Linked DNA regions of Mus musculus: regions 1, 2, 4, 5 and 6 are each linked to region 3. The links are chromatin contacts, called in public Hi-C, HiCAR-type and promoter capture Hi-C maps. All regions are on one chromosome and are shown on one strand. Each heading gives the region's core, a stretch centred on a gene start, on an enhancer-like site or on the middle of the called end of the contact. The rest is flanking DNA. Distances are from core to core; before and after follow the strand shown. Region 1 holds the start of Dctn6 (dynactin 6). Region 2 holds the start of Ubxn8 (UBX domain protein 8). Region 3 holds the start of Rnf122 (ring finger protein 122). Region 4 has its middle 50 kb from the start of Gm33281. Region 5 holds the start of Ppp2cb (protein phosphatase 2 (formerly 2A), catalytic subunit, beta isoform). Region 6 holds the start of Gtf2e2 (general transcription factor II E, polypeptide 2 (beta subunit)).

Region 1 (4,224 bases), core at 1,647-4,146, 3.0 Mb after region 3:
CCAGTGTAGCGGCTCCAGCATCAGCTACCTTGTTATGAGACACATGGGTGAATGGCTGTGTGGAATGTTCAGGAAAGCTCTTTAAAACAAGCTAACTCAAGTTGGGTGGTGGTGGCTCAAGCCTTTAGTCCGAGGAGGCAGAAGCAGAGGCAGGTAAATCTTTGGTTCAAGGCCAGCCTGGTCTACAGAGTGAGTTCCAGGACAGCCAGGGCTACACAGAGGAACCCTGTCTCAAAAAACAAATAAATGCTGGGCAGTGGTGGCACACGCCTTTAATCCCAGCACTTGGGAGGCAGAGGCAGGTGGATTTCTGAGTTCGAGCCCAGCCTGGTCTACAGAATTCCAGGACATCCAGGGCTACACAGAGAAATCCTGTCTCGAAAAACTCAAAACAAAACAAATAACAACAAAACCAATAAAAATTGTAAGCCTCAGCGTAACAGACACAAACAACTGGACTGAAAGGAGAAGCGCTAAAGTTGGTTACCCAGCATTAGCTCTCGAGAAACATCAACCATTTTCTTACCTATGGTTACATCTCCTCTGATTTCGCTTTCTACACACACTACTGCTCCGGGAGCAATCTTCACACTGTAGGAAGAAAGAGAACACTCATCCTGAGTAACACTGAAAGTATGGACGGTGGGTGAGAGGGCTCCATGGATAAAGCCCTGCTGTGTTAAGCCCAGTGACCCATTCAGAGCCTTGGAACCCATGGAAATAAAATTAAAATGTAAATATGTTACAGAAGGTATGCTGGGGCCAGCCAGATGGCTCAGTGGAGAAAGGGGCTGATAAAGGAAGGTGCTTGCTGCCAAGTCTGCCCACCTGAGTTCAATCCCTGGGTCTTACACGGTGGAAGGAGAGAATCAATTTCCATAAGTGTCCATAAGTATCCATAAGTATACTACTGCATGTGTGTACTCTCACGCATATAAACACATTCAATTATCCATCAATCAATCAATGTGAAGGGATTCCTTTTCTGTTGTGGAAATGAAACACCGTAACCAGAGCAATTTGTAGAAGGCAACAATTTATTGTGGCTTAAGATTCCAGAGGGATAAGAGTCCATCATTGTGAGGAGCCAGGCAGCAGGTGGCAGAAAACCAGGAAGCTGAGACACCACAGCTTGAAACACACATGCATGTGCAAGCAAGAACAAACATACACACACATACACATGCACTCACAAGTGCGAGTGTGCATGAGCATCTTTCTAAACAGCACCATCAACTGGGGTCTAAGTACTCAAACACATGAGCCTATAGGAGACTGTGTCATTCACACCACCAAAAAATAATATGAAAAAAAGTTTTTAATACAGCTATGCTGACTCTGTAGCTAAGAAAAAGGTTTTAAGAGATTCATGGAAAAATAGCAAGTCAGTGGTAAGAATGTTTAATGTATTATGAACTTCTTAAGTGGCACACAGCCTATTAGGCCAAAATCACATATACTTTTAAATGCTTAACAAAACAGCTTTGGATTTTATTTCTTAACAGTATTCTAACTGTTCTGTCTTGCTTTCTGTCGCTGTGATAAAGACCATGACCAAATGCAGCGTGGGGAGGAGACGGTTTATTCGCCTTACACTTCCTGCTCACCATGCCCAGGGAGCTCAGGGCAGGAACTATGACTGCTTACTGGCCCACTTGCTAAGTAGCTTTCTTAAATGGCCCAGGCCTACCCGACTGGAGATGGCTCTGCCCACAGTGGGATGGGCCTTCCCATCTCAATCACAGATCAAGACACTCACCCCGACATGGACGATCCTTCAATTGAGGTTCCCTCTTCCCAGATGACTCTAAGTTGTTTCAAGCTGACAGTTAGAACTCATCAGGACACTAACCCTAGAATTTCTACAGACCATCAAATGATAATGCATACCACAAAGTTCTTAGAGCAAAGTTTATTCCTGGGGCGTCACTGTTCTGACACCAGTATTCTCGATTCTGAGCCGAAAGTTGCCCAGAAACACCCTGTCTCTCTAGATCTTTGTCCTGTGATAACTGAATGCTTGCTTCCGGGGCGATCCACGCCCTCTTCTGGCTTGAGAGACAACATTCACACGCACACACCTTAACACCGATACATGCATATACATACAGCTGTATATGTATATGTATATCTCAAGACATTAATCCCAGGACAAAGGAGGCAACGGCAAATGAATCCCTATGCTTTTCTGTTATCCATGCGGTCTCTTTCCACCAACGGCTCTCACTGGTGAAGACTGTGACAGGAAAAGCCATAGTTGCCGGCCCTGGGCTCTCAGGCACTGACATAAGGATGACAGCATCAGTGTCTTCTTCCAGGCCTCCCTCTTCCTGATCAGAGGCAGGGCCGACGGTGCAGCCACCGCTGAGCAGCCTTCTCGCCCGCACAACCTCCCTCAGCCTCCCTGAGTCCCCCACGCAGCCCCAATGGAGTCTGCGCAGGCGTGCTGGGATGGGTGGGGGTCACGGAACAAACCCTCTCCGCCCCCACACCCCACGGACGCCAGGTATGGGATTATGGAGCCATCCACCTATACACCGTCTCAGTGCCCCCACGCCGCGACCAGAAACGGGTTCTGCCCCTGCGGAGGTGTTAACACGTACCTCTTTTGCGTCTTCTCCGCCATCGTCAAGCCCGGGTCTCAGGAAGAGCTGAGATCGATTTTTGCAGCCTGGCTAGAGCGATGATCTCTGCATGGGATTGCAGAGCCTGGCACGGCCTGGGAGAGGCGGGGCCTGAGAGACCCGCCTTCTGCTTTCCAGGTTCGCGCTTGCGTGCTGAGGATGGTTTGCTTTTCGGGGTTGGCTTGGCTTGCTTCGCTTCTGCCTCCTGGAAAGTCGTTTTTTCCACTTGACAGTGTTTACCAAGTCTATCCTAACCCCATCAGCCCTGATCCTTATCGTTAAGTTCACTCTACGTTTAACTTCCTCCCTAAGCCTGTCAAAATCTCTTTTGAACATCAAATCCAGTTTTTAAACGTCTCTTTACAAGCGCGCGCGTGCGCGCGTATGCGTGTGTATGTGTGTGTGCTTGGCTCTTCTGAGGCTTTGTCATCTCACGCTATTAAACTTTGAAGAAACCAAGCTGTCTTTCCATCTCCCAACTACTGCTACGTAGGACCCAGGTGGCATAATAAGGATTCATTCTGAGAAGCAAAACCAGCAGGAGATATGAATTACGAGGGTTTTGTTAGGAATTAGTTAGGGATCTGCTGTGCAAGTTCGAAACCCGTAGATCAAGCTGGGACTTTTTCATTTGGAAGGCCAAGCTGCTACCCACAGGTGGAATTTCTTCTTTTCAGGGGGGAAGTTTCAGTGTTGCTCTGAACCCTTTAAACTGATTGAATCTGGCCCACTCCTGGTTATCCGGGACAATCTGTTTCTTAATTAAGCAATTTCTAGTCACACCAAGAAATATCTTAAAGGGGGTGTGTTGGGGCTGTTGGCTCAGTTGGTACAGTGCTTGCTTAGCATGCATGAAGTCCAGAGTTCATTCCAGAGAGTCACACGAAACTGGCCATGGCAGAACCCACCCATAAACCCAGCCCAGGAAGGATCACAAATTCAAGGTCACCCTTGGTTACTCAGAGTTATGGCTCCTGCCATTTTCCTGGTTTTTATAGTGGTTGTTGTATTGTTTTAACAGTTTTTCTAGTGTGGTTTATTCTTTTTTATGATTTCTCAGAGGGACTTGTTTCTCTCTTCAATCTGAAAGATTCCTTCAGGTCTTCTGTAGACCTGGCTTAGTGGTAATGTGTTCTTTGAGTCTGGTTTTGTTTGTTTGTTTGTTTGTTTGTTTTTGGTTTTTGAGACAGGGTTTCTCTGTATAGCCCTGGCTATCCTGGAACTAACTCTGTAGACCAGGCTGGTCTCGAACTCAGAAATCTACCTGTCTCTGCCTCCGGAGTGCTGGGATCAAAGGCGTGCGCCACCACTGCCCAGCTTTGAGTCTGTTTTTGCAGTAGAAAGTGTTTATTTTTCCTTTAGCTAGAACACGTAGGTTTAGTGGGTGCAGTACCAGAGTACTTTCAGACTTTGAAATACATCATTGTGAGCTCTTGCAAGACGTTTAAAGTTTCAGCTGAACAGCCTACCTTCATTCAGAGGGACACACCTGTTCAGGTGATGTGGTGTGGTGATGCTCTCTTGCACTTTAAATACACTTTTTTTTTTCTTTTATGGTCCTCCATGTTAGTGTTTTAAATACAGTATGACAGGGGAGGTT
Region 2 (4,303 bases), core at 1,794-4,293, 2.5 Mb after region 3:
GGAGGCAGAGGCAGGTGGATTTCTGAGTTCGAGGCTAGCCTGGTCTACAAAGTGAGTTCCAGGACAGCCAGGGCTACACAGAGAAACCCTGTCTCGAACGAAAAAAAAAAAAAAAGTAAAAAAAAGGGGGTGGGCTGGTGAGATGGCTCAGAGGATAAGAGCACTGATTGCTCTTCCAAAGGTCCTGAGTTCAAATCCCAACAACCACATGGTGGCTCACAACCATCTCTAATGGGATCTGACACTCTCTTCTGGTGTGTCTGAAGTCAGTGTACTTATGTAATAAATAAACCTTCTTTAAAAAAAGAAAAGACAAAAAGAAGAAGCTTAAGCTTAAAAAGTCTTTATATACTCCAATCTAGCTTTTTTCAAATTATTTTTATTCTATGTATATTAGTTTTGCCTGCAATGTATGTCTATGTGAGGGTGTTGGTTTCCTCTGGAACCGGAGTTATAGACAGGTTTGAGTTGCTATGTGTGTTCTGGGAATTGAATGGGAGTCCATTGGAAGAGCAGCCAGTGCTCTTAACCAGGGAGCCATCTCTCCAGCCCCTAATGTAGCTTTTCAAAGATCATTTCATTTTCACTTCTCTTGGGCATGTTTCAGGGCATCTGACTCCTTGTCCAGGAGGAGGCAGGCTGGAGGAAAAAGAACTTTAGCTTGGCCATTCACTTTAGAGTCTGGGCAGTGATGACATATTCCTTTAATCCTAGCACTTAAAAGGCAGAGGCAAGCGGATTTCTGAGTTTGACCTGGTCTACAGAGTGAATTCCAGGACTGCCTGGGCTACACAGAGAAACCCTGTCTCAAAAAACCAAAAAAAAAAAAAAAAAAAAAAGAAGCAGAGGTAGGCTGATCTCTGAATTCCAGGCTAGTCTGGTCTACAGAGTGAGTTCCAGGTCAGCCAGCTACACAGAGAAACCCTGTCTCAAAATACAAACAAACAAAACCCAACAACAACACACCACACAAAGTGTGCTTAAGGAGGGAGGCAGACATGGAGACTAACCTGCGGGCTTTTGTTTCTGCTTCACCGTATCTCAACTCTGTCCACAATTCATTCATATTCCTTCTGTTGCCCCAGTCTAAGCCATCCCTGTAACTATTCACTACAGCAAACTCTAACTTGGCTCACTACTCTGCACTATAGCTCCATTCCAAAGCATTCTCCACACAGAATCCAGAATGGCCCTTTAAAAAACTAGGGGCGGGAGGCAGAGGCAGGCGAATTTCTGAGTTTGACGCCAACCTGGTCTACAAAGTGAGTTCCAGGACAGTCAGGGCTACACAGAGAAACCCTGTCTCGATAAAACAACAAAAAAAAAAGAGAGAGAGAGAAAAAAAACTATGGGTTACTATAGGACCTGAAAACATGAGGCAGGAGGTTTGCTTCAAGACACAGGCTAACCTAAGCTAATTGAAGACTCAAAAGACACACATAATAATAAAAACCATGCAGGGTAGTGATGATGCACACCTTCAATCCCAGCACTGGGGAGGCAGAGGCAGGTGAATCTCTATGAGCTCAAGACCAGCCTGCTCTATAAAGTGATTCCAGGGCACCACGGGCTGTTACACAGAAAAACTCTAGAAAAAGAAAAGAAAAGAAAAGAAAAGAAAAGAAAAGAAAAGAAAAGAAAAGAAAAGAAAAGAAAAGAAAAGAAAAGAAAAGAAAAGAAAAGAAAAGAAAAGAAAAGAAAAGAAAGAAAGAAAGAAAGAAAGAAAGAAAAAGAAAGGAAAGAGCTGGAGAGATGGCTAAGCAGTTAAGAGCACTGACTGCTCTTCCAAAGGTCCTAAGTTCAATTCCCAGCAACCACATGGTGGCCCACAACCATTCATAATGAGATCTAACGCCCTCTTCTGGTGTGTCTGAAGACAGCTACTGTGTGTACTTACATATAATAAATAAATCTTAAAAAAAAATCAAAACCACCTCCAATTAGTCACTGATCGTCCTCAATAAATCACAGTGCTCTCAAATGTAAAGATTTTAACAGTACTGTAAACTCAAGTATCCCCTTACTTTTATGTTCTACAGAAGGTGATTAACTGATAAGAACTTTTTAGACTATGGAATGGTTCAAATGTTGCAGGTCCAGAGCCTAACCATGGATTATTATGGGCTTTAATTAGCCCACTTAATAGTCACTCATTGTTCACCTATATGCCTGACCTAACTATGCCTATCACATGGAACCTACACAATATATTAACTTAGCCCACAACCTTCTACCAATCCAAAAGTTTATTTTGTGAGCACCTGAGCCCTCTGCGAGAGGTTTTCCTACACGTTGCTGTAACTCATCTCCCTGATGGACCTACATATATTTAAGGTGTTTTGTGACATTTTTTTGGCTGTTACAATAAAAACTTTTGGAACCGTGGAACCGAGAATTTGAAGTAACCCAAATCCGTATTCTCAGAACACCACGGACATTTAGATTCGATTCCAAAATAAACTCTGACCTGCTCTGGGGCAGAGCGCTGTTTTTTAGGCTAACAGTACCTACAAGTCGTTGTGGCAGTAGTGGAGAGTGAGATTGCAAACAGGGTCTGACTTAGAATAAGATTCTCAGAAATGGTACTTGGGGACTCCCTTTCATCCATTCCTTGATCATGACACAAAGGCTTTCACCTGAAACATGGCTCAGCTATCAGCTTATTTACTTCCGGCTCTCATTACTCTTAGAGGCGAAACAGTTCCTATCTGTCCCTGCGCTTCTCACTCGGGTCCCTTTCCAAGCCGACCCTGGCCAGAGATCAAGAGAACTTTTTCCCGCGGAAATGGAGGCGGTTCCGGAAGAGGGGCGGGCGCGATGGATTCTGGGGATTGTAGTCAAAAGCGCGCGGAGGTCCGCGCCGCTCAGGTGACAACACTCCAGCTGGGAGCACCGAGAGGAGAAAGGCAACACTTACCGAGACTCGGGATCCCGCGCCGGAGCTCCAGACACAAGAGAGGGAGAGCAGAGAGCAAGAAAAGGCCCACGACGCCACGAGAAGCCATGGCGCGGAGGGCTCGCTGGGCGCAGTGCCCGCCCCTTCCGGCCGTGCCTTCCGCGAGCTCGCCCCGGAGGCCTCGGGCTGGGAGGAATGGAGGGAGGATGCTGTGCCCTGAGGCTGGGGCGCGGGCCCGGATGCGATTGCTCAGACGGCGCGGGTCATCTCCTTCGGCTGGGACGGTCCCTGTCCTGTGGATCTGAGGCTGGTCACGATGACAGTGGCTTATCAGACTGTGCAGGTCTAAAAGATGGTGCTCAGAAGACTGAAATGACTTAAAAGGGGCGGTTGACGCTGCGAGGCCCGGTGGCCTTGTGTCCCTTGGGGGTAACAGGGCGTTTGGTTCTTAGCTAACTAGTTACTAAGCATCTTCTCTTCCTAACAGGTCCTGCGGGAAGCTTAAAAGTGGGGTCTGCTCCCTAGTGCCTGTTCCTGCCCCACACCCGCGTGGAGAGTTCCCTAGACCTGCCCCCCACTCACTGTTCTCCCTGTCAATGCCTACACGTGTTACAGTTATGACTTAACGTTGGCCTCACAGTGACTTCCCTGCCACTCCATGACTCAGCTCTGGTAACTTAGAGTTCAGGAATGGAGGGCCTTCCCACTGACAAGATTCCCAACTTGGCAAGTCCTCAACCATCAATACCCCCAGTCGCTCTTCAGTTTAGCTTAAGTTCCAAGTATGTGTAAGTTACTGAATTTGTCCTAAACAAACTCAGCCCTGGGATACATGTCCTGTACAGAGACTATCTGATGTCTGGTGCCATGATAGGAATGTCTGTATAGAGTGCTACAGAACCACGTTCTGCAGTGTGGAGAAGAATTTCCTGAGGAGATAGTGACTAAAGTGTGAAGGTTTGGAGTTTGGACTTCGGACACTTTTAACCACAGCACTAGGGAGGCAGTGGCAGATGGATCTCTGAGTTCAAGGCCAGCCTGGTCTACAGAGTGAGTTCCAGGACTGCACAGAGAAACCCTGATTGAAAAAAACAAAAGAAAAAAAAAGTATACAGAGGAGCGTCCAAGACCTTGGAACAGTGAGCCCTAAATGGGTGAATATGAAACCCTCCCCTTAGGGAACCCCAAAGGAGCAGAGGCAGAAAGAGTAAGAGCAAAAGGGATGAAGGGCACGGAGAAAACAAGGCCCTCCAAAGCAAAAAAGATCGATAAATATGTGAACTCAGTGAACTGAGGCAGCATGCACAGAGCCTGTGTGGATCTTCACCGATAAGCTCCTAGAGCCCAAAGAAGTAGACAGCTATCCCCATCCTTAATCCAGCCACTATCTCCAACTGATAACCACTT
Region 3 (4,359 bases), core at 574-3,073:
GTGGAGCACGCCTTTAATCCCAGCACTTGGGAGGCAGGCGGATTTCTGAGTTTGAGGCCAGCCTGATCTACAGAGTGAGTTCGAGGCCAGCCAGGACTGCACAGAGAAAACCTGTCTCAAAAACTCAAAACCATCCAAACAAACAAACAAACAAAACAATATCTGGGCTTAAGCTCCAGAGTTAGTAAATGTCACATTTCTCCCTGGGGCTCTAAAGTGGAGGGGGTGGGGTTTAGGGGAGGATCCGAGAGGCCTTTAGAAACCCTTTGCAGTGATCCCACTAAGACAGCCAGGCGGTGGTGCCACATACACAACTCTCAAGAGACAGAGGTAGTCAAACCTCTATGTTTGGGGTTAGCCTGGCTACATAGTTAATAACCCCTGTTTCATAACAATAACAACAACACCTAGAAATTTGATCTGTACACGACACTGCCCCCACTAAATTGATGAACTACAGTGAGCCTTCCATATTGTTAAGTTACACAAATATTGGGGGGTGGGGGGTATGCAACTTGATGTTAAGGGAAGTACGGTGTATATGCAAACACCACAATCACCGTCCACAAAGGCCTTCTGGATTTGGAGACTATCCGACCATCCCCAGAGATAAGAAGATTGCATTTGTTCCAGCAGCCCTGAGATGCAGGTCAGGATATTTGATACTTTAACGACTGTGCTTGGAAATGGCAAAACATTCATTCGCATGCATTAGCTCGCTCAGGGGCCAGAGACTCAGTTCCAACAAATCAATAGTGGGATGATAAGTCCTGACAAAGGAAGAGCAGGCCGTTTTGCTTGCTTATTTGTGGGTCTACTCAACACACTGCTTCTGAACGTGGCTGTGGCGCCTTGCACCGGGGTACTTTCAATGATACTCTATGCACTGATGGTAATACTTTCTTTTAAGTGGAAAGATAAACAAAAGCATACATAAACAAGCCTGAGTATGGTGGCACAGGCCTTTCATCCTAGCACCCTGGAGACAGAGGAGGGCAGATCTCTGGAGTTGGAGGTCAGTTAGGACCAAATAGCTTTCCATTAGCAAAATAATAAACATATAAAATAAACTATGCAATGTCATCCAAAATAAATAATACTACATGGAGATTTGAGATCCCCCCCCCCCTTCATCCCCTGTCCATTCAACACCGAAGCAAGACCCCTGTCCCGGCCATTGACAAAGCCAGTTTCCGGGTTTTCGCCACAGTCTAGGAGATTGGAATCCTGGCACGGTATGGCCTTCAGCTTTAGGCCTTATTCTTGTTTGTAAAAGAAGGCTCTGTCCTGAAGTGATGTGAGAACAATAGCCCTTTGAAGATGGAGTTTTGAGTTTCATCTGCTTTGCCCTCTTTGCCTCAGTTCTCTCCTTTCGCGGTGGGTCTGGGAATGCGCTAGCTGCCACGCATAACCAGGTCTAAAGGCGAAGGACAAGTGGAACCAACTCCCAGGACTGCCTTCTACAGAGCTATAGAAATTCGAGACAGACACGGATCTGTAGGCGGAAAACAAAAGTGGCACTAATCCTCGTGTCATTCCACCACCATAGCCCTCCCCGCCCGGGTCCTAGGAGGCGGCGATCTTCGCCCCCTGCAGGCGTCGCCTCTCACGCCGTTCTGCAGGCTAGGGACTCCCCAGGTCTGGCTAGGAGGCGGGGTAGGAATCTACCCAGAAAAAAGCTCCCCTGTCCAGAGGGTAAACTGGCTTGTAAATAATACCCCAGGGCAGGAGAAAGGCTCCCATTGGCCGGAGGGCAGGTGACGAAAAGGGGGCGGGCTCCCGGGAGGGAGCAGTCCTAGGGAGGGGGGTGTGAGCCGTGCGGTGTCAGTTTTCGGAATCCCAGCGCGCACTGCTCAGCGCAGTGGGACCCAAGCCCGGCTTCGTGTCCTGGCTACTGCCTTCTCGGCCGGGCATCCCGGCTCTCTCGGCTGCCCTCCCGGCCCGGGCCCTCGGTAGGGCTTCGCTCCGAAAAGACTTTGCTTCCTCCTCTGCCCTCTTTGTTGCTCTGCAAACCGGCCTCTCTGTAACCCTTGACTCCACTCCTCCGGGAGTTGCATCTCCATCCCGGCGGTCTCAGTGCACAGCCCCTCCAGCTCCAACACCTTGCCTCGGTTTGCTCCCGGAAGCCGACCTTGACTTCATTGATGCACCCATTCCAGTGGTGTAACGGTGAGTCCCTGGACCGGTGGGAGAACAGGGACCGCGCAGGTTCAGGTCCTGAGCCGAGTTTCCCGGTGTCTGGGACGGCCCAGAAGGCGTCCTGGCGCCCTGCTGGGCTCTGCACAGCGCGCAGTTAGAAAGATCCCATTCACTTTGTTGGGAATAAAGGGGGTCTGGAAGCGAGTGGAGGGCCAGGGGCGTGTGAGCCGAGTCTTCCCGGCCTTTGTATGGCGGTCCATCTCTTCTACCCCTTCGCCTGCCTTTGTGCGCTCTCAAACTCTGTTCTTTGTTGTGGTGGTTGGAGAATTAAATCCGCGCTCGGGCTAGGATCTCCTAGAGGGAGCTCAAGTTCCGGTTCTGAAACTTTGCAGGCTATTTTAAATATGTATACAGTGCAGCGTGCGGGACAAGGCGCGGGGTGACTTTCTTTTTCTTTGTTGGTTTTCACTGGCTCCTAGGGGCCAGACGCTGGATTAAAAGAGCGTCGCTTTACTGAATAGATAAAGCCTTGCAGAAAGAAAGCTGGGCCCCCAGCTCAGGGCTGGCCTGGCAAAAGCTTTGCTTTCTGGCAATAAGGCCAGACCCTGGGGTCTGCTTTCAGCCTAGGTGGTGACGGTACCTTCCAGCACAGCCAGCCACCCACCACCAACCGCTTCCCACACCCCACCGCGTGATGATGCTAAATTAGTTCATCTGAGGCTTTGGGGCAGCTCAGGTGTTACAGGTTAGAAAGCGGGTCTGGATTTCCTGTCTAGGCTACCTGTTGGATCTTTCTGAGCCAAGTCTTCGATGTTAATACCACCCACCCTTCCCCCAGAAGTACCCAAAATCTTGATCACTTTTTCTAGGCAAGTTGGCGAGGTGGAAAGAAGCTAACTTTTTTTTTTTTAAGTTTTTTGGTATGGCAGTCTGGTTGCTTGTGAAAAATCCATTCTTAAGTAGACTTCTGCATGATCTTGGACTAATTATTTCAAGAGTCTTTTGTTTTAAAGCAGGGTTTGGGCCGCATGTGTATGAGTAGCCCCCATCCCCCCTCCTTCCTCCTTTTGCTGGTCGGATCTAATTTCCTGAAAATGAACCAAGCTGTGTGTGATAGGCTGGTAATGGAGAGGAGGGGCGGGAATGGGGGGTTGAGGCCTGACGGTGTATCCCAGCATCTGGGAAAGATTCCCTTTGGCTGGAAAGAAGCAGTTCCCAGATCCGCTGGTCTTGGCCAGCCCCGCTCTGACGTCATTCCAGCTTGCAGACTGCCAGCTGAGATGAGACATTCTGGTGTCAGGTCGGAAGACAATGGACCTGGGATTTAGCTAGAGCTAAGCTGTCAGTAACCCGGACCTTTCTGGGCAGCATCCTTTGAAAGAGTTTTATTTTGCCCCACCCCCGCGGTGTTGGAACGCAGAGCTTGCTCCTATTAAACATATTCGATCGATCACTGACCTGCTCAGCACCCTTTATCTTGCACTTATTAAAGTGACTGGCAGATCCTGTGTTATGACTCCAGAGGGGATGGAACCCCACTTTTGCTCCCTTGAAGGACGTCTAGAGACCTCATATCCTAGGATGAGCATTCTTTGATTTCCGATTGACAATACAATCTCATAAAGTCCAACATTTCTAGAAGTCTAGCATGTCACAAGAGAAAATTTCACACCATTAAACTTGGCTTCGTGACTGGGTGTGGTGGTGCACGCCTTTAATTCCAGCACTTGGGAGGCAGAGGCAGGCGAATTTCTGAGCTCCAGGCCAGAACTCACTCTACAGAGTGAGTTCCAGGACAGCCAGGGCTACACAGAGAAACCCTGCCTCAAAAAACCAAAAAAAAAAAAAAAAAAAAAAAAAAAAAAAAAAAAAAAAAAACTTCATGCACAAAATATTTAGAATGTGTAAAGTTCTCTTCAGGCTGCATGAATGAGGTGTACATGAAACAGGATGAATTTCATGTTTAGACTTGAGCTGTATCCTGGAGACACATCACCCTATATACAAATACTCTGAAGTTAAAATAATAATAACATCCGAATCAATTCTGTACTTGAGAGTATAGAATGAAAGGTAATCACACTGCAACAGAAACAGATCTCTTGCTTAGTTTTATGGACAGGTTTCCATTGTCACCCACAATGCCCTTAAGAAAGCTCAGAATGCTGAGAATGGGAGGCATAAGCTACTATGATGTCAGCCTTTGTGTGACACAACTTT
Region 4 (4,296 bases), core at 335-2,834, 2.1 Mb after region 3:
CACTTTAAAAAATAAAATAAAAACTGAGCATAGATCAAGATCTCTAACAACAAAAGAAAAATCCATGTTAGTGAAACGAAATTAAACTGTAATTCATGTAATGTATGTCAAATAGCCCAAAGAGTTGTTTGTGAGCTTTGAAACCTGGGGCTGAGAACACAGCAGAACAGACCAGGACATGCCCGGGCAGGCCCATCGCCTCTCTAGCTCCCACCCCTCTGACCTAAGTTAAATGTTACAGGCCGCTGATGTTTAAATGGACCAATCATGTGAAACCGCGCCAATTCCTCCCCCAGCCCCACTCCTTTTCTATAAAAACCCCTAGCTTCCAAGCCTCGTGGTTGAATCCACTGTCTCCTGTTATGTGAGATACGTTTCGACCCGGAGCTCTGCCATTAAAAAAACCTCTTGATGTTACATCAAGGTGTTGTGTTCTATTCGTGATTCTTGGGTGCACGCCGAATCGGGAGCTGAGTGGGGGTTTCCCCACTGAGTTCTTTCATTAGCTTTTAATTAATCCCAGAGAAATTTTTTATTTTTTTAAGATGTTTTAAGACCCTGACCCTCAGTCAGTAGTGCTTACTTCGAGATCCCCCCACCACCTCCCAATGAGACACCAAGACGAGACTCAGGTGGATGTAAAAGCAAGAGGTTTATTTTCCAGTGCATCGGAGTCAACCTTCAATTAGTCCCTCAAGGGGAGTGACTAGGGATATGTTTGGTGGGGGCACGGTATGGTTCAGGGAAGTGGGGCCTCTGCAGGCCCGTGCTGAGGCATCCCTTCCCACTGAGGGACCAGCCACAGCCCAGTATAGTATAGAATAGAGCTTATTCAGGGCATAGGGAGAGGAGTTGAGGGAGTAGTAGAGACAGAGAAAGGCAGAGGGGAGAAGGAGGGAGGGAGGGAGAAAGGAAGGAGAAGAGGCTGGCCATAAACTTGTGGATAGAGGGAGGAGGAGAATGGGGAGAGAAGGGACAGAGCGGGAAGACCTTAAGAGATCAAGAGAAGAGAGTGAAGAGGGGGCAAGCAGCCCCTTTTATAATGAATAGGGCATACATGGCTGTTGCCAGGTAACTGGGGTGGAGCCTAGAAGAAATGCTAACACCACCTGTTGCTACAAAATGTGAGAAAGGGGGCCTTGGATTGCCTATTTTCTTGTTACTTTTTGTGGTCTCTTTAAGAGAAGCTCCTTGGAAATTTTGTCCAGCATGGACCTTTTCGATGTGGATGTTATTTTTGAGCTATTTTAGACCACTGCCATGAGGGACAAGCTATTGCTTTGTTATTGCTAACTGCTGCTGCTGCTGCTCTGAACAGGGTAGCTGGAGGTGACCTCAAACCACATGTTGTTACTGACCATAAAGTCTAACTTTTTAAGGTGATGTTCACACCAATACTCAAAAGCAGATGGCCCCAGGAGCATTACATCTGGTAGAGGCTTTGCTAGTAAATCAATTCAGAAACTAAAGTGTAGGTCCGACGGGAAAAAAAAAAGGCCCCAAAGCCCTTGGGAAATGACCCTTCTGGTGTTCCAGAGAGCTGCACTGGAGAAGGACTCTATTTTGTGGACAGGCTCTCCTCTCTTCCGTTCTTTGTGGACTGAGCAATGGAAGACTGGACTGAGGCAAGCCGGCTGTGGAACAATGGGTGGGTTTGATAAATGCAGAAGCTGGCTACCTACCAAGACCTGGAAGAAAATTAGACCAGCTACTTAAGAGTCCTAGCGAACAGGACAAATCCACGCACAACCTCCCAAGAAACAAGACTTAAACAAGCAGAGGGCTGCTTTTCCCCAAGAAGTGGGACCCTGCTGAAAAGAGTGAGTGATTTGGAAATAAAGTTGGATTTCTCTTGGAGCCAGGAGGGCACTGTGGTCCCTCGGGAAAGTTTAAATTTCTTCCCGAGAAGGAGGAATGAGTCATTTATTTCACAGTTCCAGCACATGCAAAACACTGGCAGGCACCATTTACCATGACAAAAGGCAGAAAATACCAGGCTAATTACAGCCCCTAGAGAGAGCAAGGGCCAGCTCTTCCCTGCCTTTACCATTGTGAGTCACACTGTGAACCTATGGCTGTGGTCAATGTGGGGAGCAGCAAGGCAGCCCCAGACACTGCATCTGGGGTCCTCAATAGAGGAGCTAAAGAAAGGACCCAAGGAGCTAAAGGGGTTTGCAAACCCATAGGAGGAACAACAATATGAACCAACCAGTACCCCCAGAGCTCCCAGGGACTAAACCACCAACCAAATAGTACACATGGAGGGACCCATGGCTCCAGATGAATATGGAGCAGAACATGGCCTTGTTGGATATAAATGGGAAGAGAGGCCCTTGGTCCTGAGAAGGTCCGATGTCCCAGTGTAGGGGAATGCCAGGACAGGGAAGCGGGAGTGGGTGGGTTGGTGCGCAGGAGAAGGGGGGATGGGAAAGGGAGTTTTTGGAGGGGAAGTTGGGAAAGGGGGAAACATTTGAAATGTAAATAAAGAAAATATCCAAAAGAAAGAAAGAAAGAAAGAAAAAGAGAGAGAGAGAGAGAGAGAGAAAGGAGGAGGAGGAGGAGGAGGAGGAGGAGGAGGAGGAGGAGGAGGAGGAGGAGGAGAAGGAGAAGGAGAAGGAGAAGGAGAAGGAGAAGGAGAAGGAGAAGGAGAAGGAGAAGGAGAAGGAGAAGGAGAAGGAGAAGGAGAAGGAGAAGGAGAAGGAGAAGGAGAAGGAGAAGGAGAAGGAGAAGGAGAAGGAGAAGGAGAAGGAGAAGGAGAAGGAGAAGGAGAAGGAGAAGGAGAAGGAGAAGAAGAAGAAGAAGAAGAAGAAGAAGAAGAAGAAGAAGAAGAAGAAGAAGAAGAAGAAGAAGAAGAAGAAGAAGAAGAAAGAAGAGGAAGAAAAGGAAAAAAAAGGACGAACCATCTGGCCATCCCAAGGTCAAAATGTGACCCAAAGTAATCTCACTCAAAGCATCCTTTCCCCTTTAGCTTTCCATTCCTGAACAGAAATACAACAGTGGTTTTCACCACCTTACATCCATGTAAGCGAGGGCACAGTGAAACCATGGGACTGGACCCTTCAGTAGGTAGGAAGGAAGGTTTAGTGCGATCAAACTGCTCTATGAGGCAGGGGAGGGGGAGGATTCAGACTGACAGGAACTAGAAGCTCTTGCCTTTGTGGGAGGATTAAGGTAAAGTCCTGGCAAACAGAAACCCGCCATTGTAAGCTACTGTTTACCCAACCAGAGTTGTTCTGTTTAGGACATCTTCACTAGCACTGCCATTTTGGGAAGTCACTTTGGATCTAACAATCCATGATTCTTCTAGTCTGGCTGGGATATGTCTAAAGACAATTTAGTATTGTCTCCTCTTCTAGTCACTTTACAGAGAATAGCTTGGAACTCGGGGGTCTAAATTACCTTCTGTAGCTGGGAATTCTCTTCTGGGTTCCCAATGCATTTTTCCTATATCCATCTATAAGGCCACCTCCCTCACCTGCAGGCAAGATGTGTCAGCTCAATGTAGGACAGTTGGGCATATTCTCAACCCACCCTACAATCAATCTCTCTCTCTCTCTCTCTCTCTCTCTCTCTCTCTCTCTCTCTCTCTCTCTCTCACACACACACACACACACACACACACACACACACACACACACACACACACACCACTATCATCTAACCTCTCACCACACTGAAGAACAAGGCACCATCCTGGTTTCTTGCCCTGAACCTGTTCTTTAAGACCTAACATTTATAACACTTTCAATCTCTAAAACCTGTTGTTAGAAAGCAAGAAATGCCCAGTAAGGGAAAACTCCTGATTAAAAGAATGAAATGTCTGCCCTGGGTGAAGACCTAACATTCCAGTTGGGTGGGCTAATCCAGTGACCAAAAATCCACCTCTCAGGAAGTAAGAACCGCCCCAAGGAAGGCAGGCTCACTTTAAGTGATGCTAAAGAAATCGGTGGGATAACTATTCCTTTAATAAAATACTATAATTTCCTTCCCAGAAATCCCTCCTCCTACCAAAGTTCCTACAGGATAAGTAGCCATGCATTCAGTTTAGCTGAGTCTGCCCACCCTTGTAAGTCCTCAGAATGTTACAACCTTTTTGTGTTGTTCTGTCCTGTGTTTGTGTGTGTGTGTGTGTGTGTGTGTGCATGCGGTAGACCTCCATGCTGGCAAGTGAAATAGTGTTGATTTGCCTTCTCTCTCTCTCATTCTCCTCCTCCAGGTAGCTGCTGAGATCTTCCTTCCCTTTCTTTTGAATTCTAATAAAATTATCCTCAAGCTTCTGTTTGAGTTCATTATAAA
Region 5 (4,460 bases), core at 1,898-4,397, 2.5 Mb after region 3:
CTGTCCTGGAACTCACTCTATAGACCAGGTTTGGGTCTTGAATTCAGAGAACCACCTGCCTCTGCCTCCCAAGGGCTGGGGTTAAAGGCATAATTTCTGTATGTGCAAGTTCTTTACAATAAAGTTTCAATTAATAAGCAAAAATAATACAGTATGAAATACTAGAAACATAAAGCAGTCTGTAAGTCTAAGGAAGTGAAAAGCATTGTGTTGTTATGATCTGTTGGCCATTGCACTCATTTGACTACAGTCCATTAACTTAACTAATGTCACATTCATACCATTTGCCATTTTTGATGGAAGTGTTTAGTTAACTTTGTTTAGTTCATTATATATTCTAATTATCAATCCTTTGTCAGATACATGAATGTGGGGTGTATGTGTGGTTTTTGGGTATCAAACACAATGTTCCTGCTATTCGCCCCACACTGAGAAGGCTAGGCTGACTCCATAACAGGCTTCAAATCAGCAGATCAGGACTGGGCAAGTCCAGGTAAGTCCAGGCCCCAGATGCTGCCCCGCCACCTGGCCTGAGGCAAGGGCAATGAATGGTTCAGCAGCAGTTTCCAGACCTCCCCAGCAAGTTTCCAGCCCCCACACCCCAGACGGGAATGGCTCACTTTGTTGTCCCTGTATCTTGGTAATGGGAGACCCCAGCATGCTTGACTTCTGTAAAATAAAACACTCTGCATTTACATACTTGAGTCCTGGGTGTCATTCTTCGGTGGATCATGGACCCTTTACAACACCACATCCCACGCCTGTGTCCGTCCTCATCTGTCAGATGGAGGGAGTGTTCACTGTATGGCGCTGTTGGAGTGAGAAGAAAGATGCAAAGCACATAGACTGTACAAAGTACTCTAAAAAGGGTCTTGGTTTCCTAGATGCCATGTGCAAAGTCGTCCCAACATTGTGTGGCAAGAGGGGCACTTCAGCTCAAGTGAGGGCCGTCAGGACAGCAGAGGATGCTATGCTAATGACTTATACAGGGCCCAGTTTCCCCGGAACCTACTGATGCTCAGTTCTTGGGGATGCTTTCCCTTTCCTAACAGACTATAACTTCTTCCCTGACCTCTGAACATTCTTTTTCTACTCTCTACTCCTCGCACCTTGTAGCTCCACTATGGAACATGCCTGCTTTCTGAGGCCTTACCTCAAAAGGTGTGATTTCCTCTCTTCCTCTTCTTCATCTCCCTCTTGGTCAAAATTGCCAAGATCTGCAGCCCTGCCTGTTGTTCTCTTAAACTCTGACAAACGGGTCCTTGAGCTTCCTTCTATTTACCAAAGCTTTCGTTAATAAGACAGAGAACGCACTCAAGGGAATCCTGAGTTCCCCAGGCATAGCCACACTTCACAGAGAAGGCATTTAGATGTGGAGGGGCATGCTGCTAACCTCAGCAACTCACAAAGCTGAGGCAAGACACTGCAGGTACCAGTGCAGCTTGTGGCACACAGTGAAAACTGCCTCGGGGTGGCAAGTGTGGGGGACCAAATTCCTGCCTCCTCTATAGCACTACTTAGTAAAACACTTTAGTCTCTCTTACTTACTGCCGATATTCACTCATAACTTATAAAGTCAGCTCCCAACCCTTGCACTGTAGTAGTGTTGCTGTACCACTGGGCAGCTGCTTTTCCCACTCCATCGTTGAGAGAGGTGTGGTAGGTAGCAGTGCCTGTAATCCCAGAATTTGGAAAGTGGAGACAGGAGGATTAGGAGTTCAAGGTCATCCTCAACTCCAGAGCAGGGAGCCAGCCTGGAATAAAAGAAACCTTGTCTTAAAATAAACAAGGTCTGCAGAGATGGCTGGGGGGCAGCGTACTTTGCCTACAAGCCTGAGTGTGATGCCCAGAGCCCACCTAAAACTGGAGATCATCTACTTCACAAAGTCCATGTACTCACACAACTGACAAGATTTTGTGCTTACTTATTTCAACTAATGACAAATCTGCAGCTAGAGGCAGTTTGGGGATTGCTTCAAGCTGAGAAATTGACAAAACCAACTCAGGAACCATGACGCTGTTGAGCACTTGCGAACAGCAGAAGCAGCCGTACATGTTTCAGACCCAGGAAATAGGGTCTGTGAGCACAGCTTTAAAGGTCTCGGTATCTAGCCCCTGTTATATAAAGATCACTAATTACAGCCAAGGCATCATAGTAGTCACAACAAAGAATGATAAGATGGAATGGCCACAGAAAAATTTAAAAATCATTTCATGGTTTAAAGAGATTAGCTGAGGTTAGGATAAACACAGCTTGGTGGTAGTGGTGCACACCTTTAACCCCAGCAGTTGGGAGGCAGAGGCAAGTGGATCTCTGAGTTCGAAGTCAGCCTGGTCAACAGAATGAGTTCCAGGACAGCCAAGGCTACACTGAGAAACCCTGTGTTGAAAAAAACCAAGAGAAGAAGAAAGAAGAAAGAAGGAAGAGGAGGGGAAGGAGAGGGGGAGGGGGGGGGGGAGGAGGAGGAGGAGGAGGAGGAGGAGGAGGAGGAGGAGGAGGAGGAGGAGAAGAAGAAGAAGAAGAAGAAGAAGAAGAAGAAGAAGAAGAAGAAGAAGAAGAAGAAGAAGAAGAAGAAGAAGAAGAAGAAGAAGAAGAAGAAGAAGAAGAAGAAGAAGAAGAAGAAAGAAAGAAAGAATGAAGAATGTGTGCTACTCTTACAGATGCCCTAAATTTGGTTTCTAGCACCATATACCACCAACTCCAGCTCCTGGAGAGCCAATACTCTCTTCTGTCCTCCCAAGGCACCTGTACACACGTGACATAAACGTAAATACATCCTTTGTTAAAAGTTATCTTTCTGATATAGACAGAAAGGGTCTGAGATTCAAGGCTACGCAATGAATTACTGCTAAGAGTAGAAATTTACTCAATAAATATTTAGTGCATGCTCTAGGGTAGTGAAAGGTTGAGGGAAAAGCCCAACAGTCTCAATGCCCTGTGCGGAGAGAGGTCCAAGGCGAGAACCGGATTCCCCAAGGGCAGAGTGGGCAGGAGGACCGGGGGAAGGATGCAAGGGGACCGTTTCTCCGCCGGGCCGCGCGAGGGCGCTGCTCCCCTCCTCGTGCGCCGGGCCCGGCGGCGCCGCCCACTCGCCTTTTCCCGGCGGAAATGCCGGGGCGATGACGGAAACCCGGAGGGAGGGAAGAGAAAGAGCGAGAGGGCCGTGGCCAGAGCGCGGAGAGGCCTGCGGGTGGCAGCGGGCGGGCGGGCGCCGTCGGGCCGGAGCCGAGCCGAGCTGCGCCGCGCTCTGCGCTCCGAGCCGTAAGCCCTTCGCCGCGCCCCAGGCGCGTGGCCGGGGCCGGGCGGGGCGGGCGCTCCCGGAGGCCGGGGCCCGCGGCTGCCCGCTGGGCTTGGGCGGGGCGCGGGCTGCGCGCTCCGCGGCTCGGTGGTCCCGCCGGGGGCCGGCGGCGGGGGAGGCGGCGGGGACGCGCGGCTCGCCGCCATGGACGACAAGGCGTTCACCAAGGAGCTGGACCAGTGGGTGGAGCAGCTGAACGAGTGTAAGCAGCTGAACGAGAACCAAGTGCGGACGCTGTGCGAGAAGGTAGGCGGCCCGCCGCGGAGGCGCGCGCAGGGGTCGGGGGGGGAAACGGGCCCTGGCCCCCGGCTGGAGTAGGGGACGGGGTGCGGGACCCCACCCCACGCCCCGAAAACCAGGCTGCTGCAGTCCCCGGGCTCCACGGACAACTGCCCTGAAAGTCGTTAACACCGAGCGGTGGTTAGTGTGGCGTCGATCGCTCGCAGGTGATCCACGGAGTGCAAGGAGCTTTTGTTTGCACACTAGTGGGCGTGATGGCAGGCCGAGCCTTCTCCCAGCCTGGGTTTGGCGGAGGCAGATGACTGAAGGCTGGTCTGGGCGGCCGAGTGGCTATGGAGAGGGACGTCTTTTTCAGGAAGAAGACAGCAGGTGCTGAATTTGGAAACGGTGCTTACTGGCAACGTTAACTGGGATAGGTGCTATTTAGAACCGGCCACGTTACAGAAAGTTACTTCCTTTTTTTTTTTTTTAACCCTGTGTATCCCTCCCGACCCCACGCTATAGCTTGCAGGTAATGGATTAGGTAATCCCTTTTTGATCGTGTCTTCTCAGCTTTCAGACATGTGTGTGTATCTATTGGTTTATTAACCGCTAGGTTTTTGGGTTTTTTTTTTTTTTTTTTTTTTTTGCTTATATCATCTTATTTAGAGTCTTTTTTTTTTTCATTCCTCTTTTTTATTGTGGGCTAACTCGCTTCCCCATGTTCAAGAGCCCTGCGAGAGAGTAACGGAGCTAAGTATTCAAGTCAGAGTCTACATTTTTTTCCCCAGAAGTTAGGATCCTACCAAAGGATTTTGTTTATCCGTCTGATAACAGGCACTCCTTACTTGGGGTGGGGAGTGATAGATGGCTCTTGGTGCGCTTTTCAAGTTGACCAGGGCCTTTGTGGGTTGAATAAGTACTTAGCACAGGAGAGTTTCT
Region 6 (4,116 bases), core at 1,553-4,052, 2.6 Mb after region 3:
TGTTCCCACTTCATGCTTCCTCCTGCTGCAACTCGTCCCTTTAAACCTAGCAAGGTTGCCAAGATTGGTGGTGTTGTAACCCCTGGATTACTGATACCAGAGAGACTTCAGTGTTGTACAGTTTGCCTCTGCCTCCCCCTCCCCTAGCATTAGAATGGCACCACCCATAAAACCCCCCCCTTAATGAGGATGTTCTGAGGAGACATCCTCTCCGCCTCTGTGTCTCCAAAAACCAAACACTCCTGCTGATAAGCAGCAACACTCCAGGTGCCTGTCCTTGAGACCTTAGAGAAATAACAAGCTCAAGGGAGACCATGGGAAAAAAGTAAACAGAGGTCAGGTCACAGTTACGAATGGCCATAAAATTAGTCCTTGAACAGACACCCATTAACACCCCCCCAATTCAGTACTATTCTACCCTCTACTCCCCTTTTCCATGAATATTCACACTATTCTAACTATATTGTATATAAATCCAATGTTTTCTGTCTGGACTCAGGGTCGCTTGCCAACATTCACGCAGTGAGTGCTGGGTTGACTATCTGAGTTCAAACTTGAAACAATAAAAGACTCTTTAGTGAGTTGCAGCAGACTTTGACATTCTTGGGCTCATCTGGGTTTCCTGTGGACTCAGAGCACAACAATGGCAAATGCTCTTAATCCCAGCAGAGCGTGGAGGCAGGGGGATCTTTTCCTCCAATCCCATTGCCTCTACATCAGCTTCTGCCTTCAGGTTCCTGCCCTGACTTCCCTCAGTGATGGCGTTAAGGTTTGTATAAGCTTGGCCCAGGGAGTATCATTATTAGAAGGTGTGGCTTGTTGGAGTAGGTATGGCCTTGTTGGAGTAGGTGTGTCACTGTGGTGTGTGGGCTTTAAGTCTCTCATCCTAGCTGCCTGGAAGTGAGTGTTCTGCTAGAAGCCTTCAGATGAAGATGTAGAACTCTTAGCTCCTTCTGTACCATGCCTGTCTGGATGCTGCCATGTTCCTGCTTTGATGATAATGGACTGAACCTCTGAACCTGTAAGCCAGCCCCAATGAAATGCTGTCCTTATAAAAGTTGCCTTGGTCATGGTGTCTGTTCACAGCAGTAAAGCCTTACTAAGACAGATGGACTGTTACCTGGACGTGTAAGCTGAAATAAACCCTTTCCTCTCCAAGGGTTTCATTACGTTGTTTCATCCCGGTAACCCTAAGACTGTATGCATGTTTGGCACTGGATGTATACAAGAGGGGTGTGGTGAAGAAACTGCCAACATGACCACCCCATGTTATGGCTAAGGTTTTTATTGGAGACATGAGAGTGAGAACAGCCACAGGGATCTGGAGAGTCCAGGGCAGAGAGAGAAAGTAGTAGATTGACCATGTGTAGCAGACTGGGCTTTGCCAGGACTGTCTACAAGAAACGGGAAAATGGCCACTGATAGAAAATAGGGGAAGCTTATTGAGAAAAGCAGCAGCAGGAGCGGAGAAGAGTGAACAAGAAGAATGAGTAATCGGTGGGCGGGTGGGAAGGGCCAGGGGACTGGTGAGCAGGCTTTGAAATGTATAAGTGCTTGTAGGGACTGAGGGAGTCTGGAGGCTGCCGGGCTTGCACCTTGTGCTGACATGTTAATTGGAGAGCCATAAGTCACTTTTGCTGGAGGAAAGGGAAATGAGTCATTTTCCTAGACAGAAACTAGAGCTTCACAAGTTCCGGAGGAATGCCGCCGTCTTTTGTCAGTTGTTAGAACTCCTCGTATAGTCCAGATTAAGTTAACTAGTGGATCTTCGGACTGTCATTTGAAGTTTGAAGAATTGGACTCTCCTTTGGACCTGACAAAAATTTAGTTATACAAAGTTAGTTTCTGCATCATCACTAGTATCCTATGTTGGGGGGGGGGCGGGACATACAAAACTAAGACCCAAAGTAATTAGTACTAATAAACTACAGCTATGGGATATTTAAATACTGGATTAGGCTGTACAAACAAGGATAGTTGTAGGGTGCAGGATGGGCCAATTATTATTATTTGTTGTTGTTGCCAAATATCGCACCCACATCTTATATTGTCCCCCAAAAAATCAAAGACAGGTCACAGGTATGAAAAGAGCCGGTGTTCGAAGCGCAGAAGCTGAGCTGTAAGTTTTGAGGTTGAAGTCCAGAAGTTGAATTCTATGTTGAGTTTGCCTTTGCTAGACTGTCCCTCCCACCCCCAAGCCCCCCGCCACTTGTTAAAGGTGGTTCTGGTGAGTGGTATTTGAAATAAAATAAAAAAGCTTGGCATGGAGCAGCACTTGGTAGGCCGAGGCAGAACGATCTCTGCAACTTTAATTCAAGTTCCAGGCCAATCAGGGCAACACAGGAAGACCTTGTCTCAAATAACCAAAACCACCCACCCTCCAAAAAATATGACAGATTTATTGGTAATGTTGCCGGTTGGGTTAGACTCCAGAGCCGGCTGAAGGAGCTGCTCCGACTTTGTGCCAAGAAAAGCGGCTTTCCGTTCTTCCCTAGAGCAGAGCTGGTAGAGTAAACGTGGCTACCGGCAGCCTTTGAGCGCGCTCCGGTCGTCATGGAAACTCGGGGCGGAGCACGCCGTGACGCAGGCGCCTTTTCGGAGCGGCGTCGCGGTGGTTGCTGGGAGCGAGCGTCCTAGCCGCCGCACCAGGAAGTGGAGGGCGGGGCCGGGGCTGTGTCGCCAACGCCACCACCACGGCCGCCTCGGGTTCGACCCCCTTGGCAGGTCCGTGTTGGGCGTGCGCGCCGCGACGGCGGCGGGGGGCGGGAAGCGGGCCCGCGGTGGGCGGGTGTGTGCGTGCGTGAGTGCGTGCGTGCGTGCGGCCGAGGCGGAGGCTGGGAGGCGGCGCGGGCTGCGGGCGCTGAGGTAGGGACTGCGGCGGCGGGCGAAGGGGGACGAGTCCCGCGTGGGACTCGGCTGCCCCGAAGCGGGACGCGTCTTCCGAGGGGACGCGCGCGTGGACGCCACGCCGCCGAGCCGTTCTCCAAAGCCGAGCCCCCGAGAGGAGGGGCTCGCCCCAGCCAGCATTGTCTTTTAGGCCGGACGTCCATACAGCAAACTTTCGGGTTGGAAAGCGGGAAGGATTCCGGGTGGGCGAGCGGATGGTGCCGACCGCTTCTTGGCCACAACCACAGCAGCCGAGCTCATCCCTGTGTGGAGTTGGGGGGACCACCATGGCGTCCCCTCCCGACTGGCTTTTCTAATGCTGCTTTAAACTTTTTGAGGTTGTGAGTTTTCGGAGGAGTCGAGAGGTATTTTCCCGATCGAACTCTGCGCTCCGTTTTCCTGATGTGCTCCGGTACTCGGGGGCGAGCCGTGAAGCGAGAGACAGAGTAGACAGACAGGCTGCTGGAAGATTGCAGATTCTGGGGTAGGAAAGAACTGGACAGTGGAGCCTGAAGATTTGAAATGTTAGTTTTCCGGTAGCTATCCACCGTGAAACGTACCAGCTCTCGGTCGTAACATCCTGTTCGGGGCTTTTGATTGACCAGATTAATGTAAAGTAGACGTGGATATAGTTTCTTTACCACCCAGGTTAGCCCTAAGATGTGCACTGCAGTACAGATGTTGGTTGCAAAAGGAGGAAAAGTTAGTTGGAACTCCGGAGAGTAAACCGCTTGCTCTGGGTGCCTTTGTTGGTATCATCATATAGAGAGGTCTCTCTTATTTCAGAAAGCTTTGCTAGGGTTCCAGGGCTGGGACACATGACTTCTTACTTAGTTGTGCCACTTCTATTCAGGTTTTATGTGTTAAAATTAGCCATAGCACTAATGCTTAGTCTTTCAGACTTGTGGGCATTATGTAGTTAGGTTTTTCTAAGTTGTACAGGTTTGATCTGTCCTAAAGTCTTTATTTGACGTCCAGATTAGTCATCTGACCTTATGAAGTAAAATGTTCCTGTTTTAGGAGTTGCAAACTGCCTGTTTCCTCAGTCTTCTCACGTTGTGAATTTTTTCTTATTTTCATGCTTTCCCTACTCATACCTCTCTCACTTGCATATTAAGTTAATGTTAATTTCTTACCTAATACAACCAAAATAACAATTACTCTTGAAAAAAAATCTTTCATAAATACTTCCTCACTTTTAGAGTTGAGCCAAGTATGTACAACACTGAT

Evidence for each region. Promoter capture Hi-C pulls out the DNA fragments that hold promoters and counts their contacts. A called contact is a pair of places that touch in the nucleus more often than the background predicts. HiCAR-type assays count read pairs that join an accessible place to other places. Capture Hi-C pulls out chosen DNA fragments and counts their contacts.
Region 1: a HiCAR-type map of astrocytes shows a contact between it and region 3, with 8 times the contacts expected there. The contact joins the promoter of Dctn6 here to the promoter of Rnf122 in region 3. A contact is called at or near these places in 3 of 39 promoter capture datasets (hippocampal neurons, liver and pre-B cells), 2 of 115 datasets of contacts at active chromatin or transcription factors (astrocytes and embryonic stem cells) and 1 of 9 other capture datasets (adipose tissue).
Region 2: a contact with region 3 is called in a Hi-C map of B cells, with 8 read pairs. The contact joins the promoter of Ubxn8 here to the promoter of Rnf122 in region 3. A contact is called at or near these places in 4 of 39 promoter capture datasets (cranial neural crest, embryonic stem cells, hippocampal neurons and 1 more), 1 of 484 Hi-C or Micro-C datasets (B cells) and 2 of 115 datasets of contacts at active chromatin or transcription factors (astrocytes and pro-B cells).
Region 4: a contact with region 3 is called in a promoter capture Hi-C map of 3T3-L1-derived adipocytes, with 6 times the contacts expected there. The contact joins the enhancer-like site here to the promoter of Rnf122 in region 3. A contact is called at or near these places in 5 of 39 promoter capture datasets (3T3-L1-derived adipocytes, hippocampal neurons, liver and 1 more), 1 of 484 Hi-C or Micro-C datasets (neutrophils) and 1 of 115 datasets of contacts at active chromatin or transcription factors (astrocytes).
Region 5: a contact with region 3 is called in a Hi-C map of myocytes, with 2.2 times the contacts expected there. The contact joins the promoter of Ppp2cb here to the promoter of Rnf122 in region 3. A contact is called at or near these places in 2 of 39 promoter capture datasets (cranial neural crest and pre-B cells), 1 of 484 Hi-C or Micro-C datasets (myocytes) and 2 of 115 datasets of contacts at active chromatin or transcription factors (astrocytes and embryonic stem cells).
Region 6: a contact with region 3 is called in a promoter capture Hi-C map of liver, with 5 times the contacts expected there. The contact joins the promoter of Gtf2e2 here to the promoter of Rnf122 in region 3. A contact is called at or near these places in 4 of 39 promoter capture datasets (cranial neural crest, hippocampal neurons, liver and 1 more), 1 of 484 Hi-C or Micro-C datasets (muscle stem cells), 2 of 115 datasets of contacts at active chromatin or transcription factors (astrocytes and cardiomyocytes) and 3 of 9 other capture datasets (adipose tissue, liver and pancreatic islet).

What each region holds. Positions count from the first base shown.
Region 1 is chr8:34,105,816-34,110,039 of GRCm38.p6, forward strand. It overlaps Dctn6 (dynactin 6), which reads right to left and starts at 2,897. Exons shown (of 7, transcript NM_011722.4): 1 at 2,604-2,897; 2 at 527-591. The coding sequence starts at 2,626. It also overlaps a transcript of Mboat4 not described here.
Region 2 is chr8:33,638,933-33,643,235 of GRCm38.p6, forward strand. It overlaps Ubxn8 (UBX domain protein 8), which reads right to left and starts at 3,044. Exons shown (of 8, transcript NM_178648.2): 1 at 2,918-3,044. The coding sequence starts at 3,005.
Region 3 is chr8:31,110,004-31,114,362 of GRCm38.p6, forward strand. Rnf122 (ring finger protein 122) reads left to right here and starts at 1,824. Exons shown (of 6, transcript NM_001368375.1): 1 at 1,824-2,169. The coding sequence starts at 2,145.
Region 4 is chr8:33,197,452-33,201,747 of GRCm38.p6, forward strand. No RefSeq gene overlaps it. Among named protein-coding and RNA genes, the nearest start is that of Gm33281, 50 kb to the left of the region's middle. Within about 2 kb of position 1,585, at least 51 of the 459 cell types and tissues checked have an H3K27ac peak or open chromatin away from gene starts, as enhancers often do. A contact at or near this core is called in 3T3-L1-derived adipocytes and astrocytes, where this site is marked.
Region 5 is chr8:33,596,474-33,600,933 of GRCm38.p6, forward strand. It overlaps Ppp2cb (protein phosphatase 2 (formerly 2A), catalytic subunit, beta isoform), which reads left to right and starts at 3,148. Exons shown (of 7, transcript NM_017374.3): 1 at 3,148-3,545. The coding sequence starts at 3,444.
Region 6 is chr8:33,729,265-33,733,380 of GRCm38.p6, forward strand. Gtf2e2 (general transcription factor II E, polypeptide 2 (beta subunit)) reads left to right here and starts at 2,803. Exons shown (of 8, transcript NM_026584.3): 1 at 2,803-2,865. It overlaps 1700104B16Rik (a long non-coding RNA gene), which reads right to left and starts at 3,223. Exons shown (of 2, transcript XR_004691281.1): 1 at 2,525-3,223; 2 at 1,270-1,813.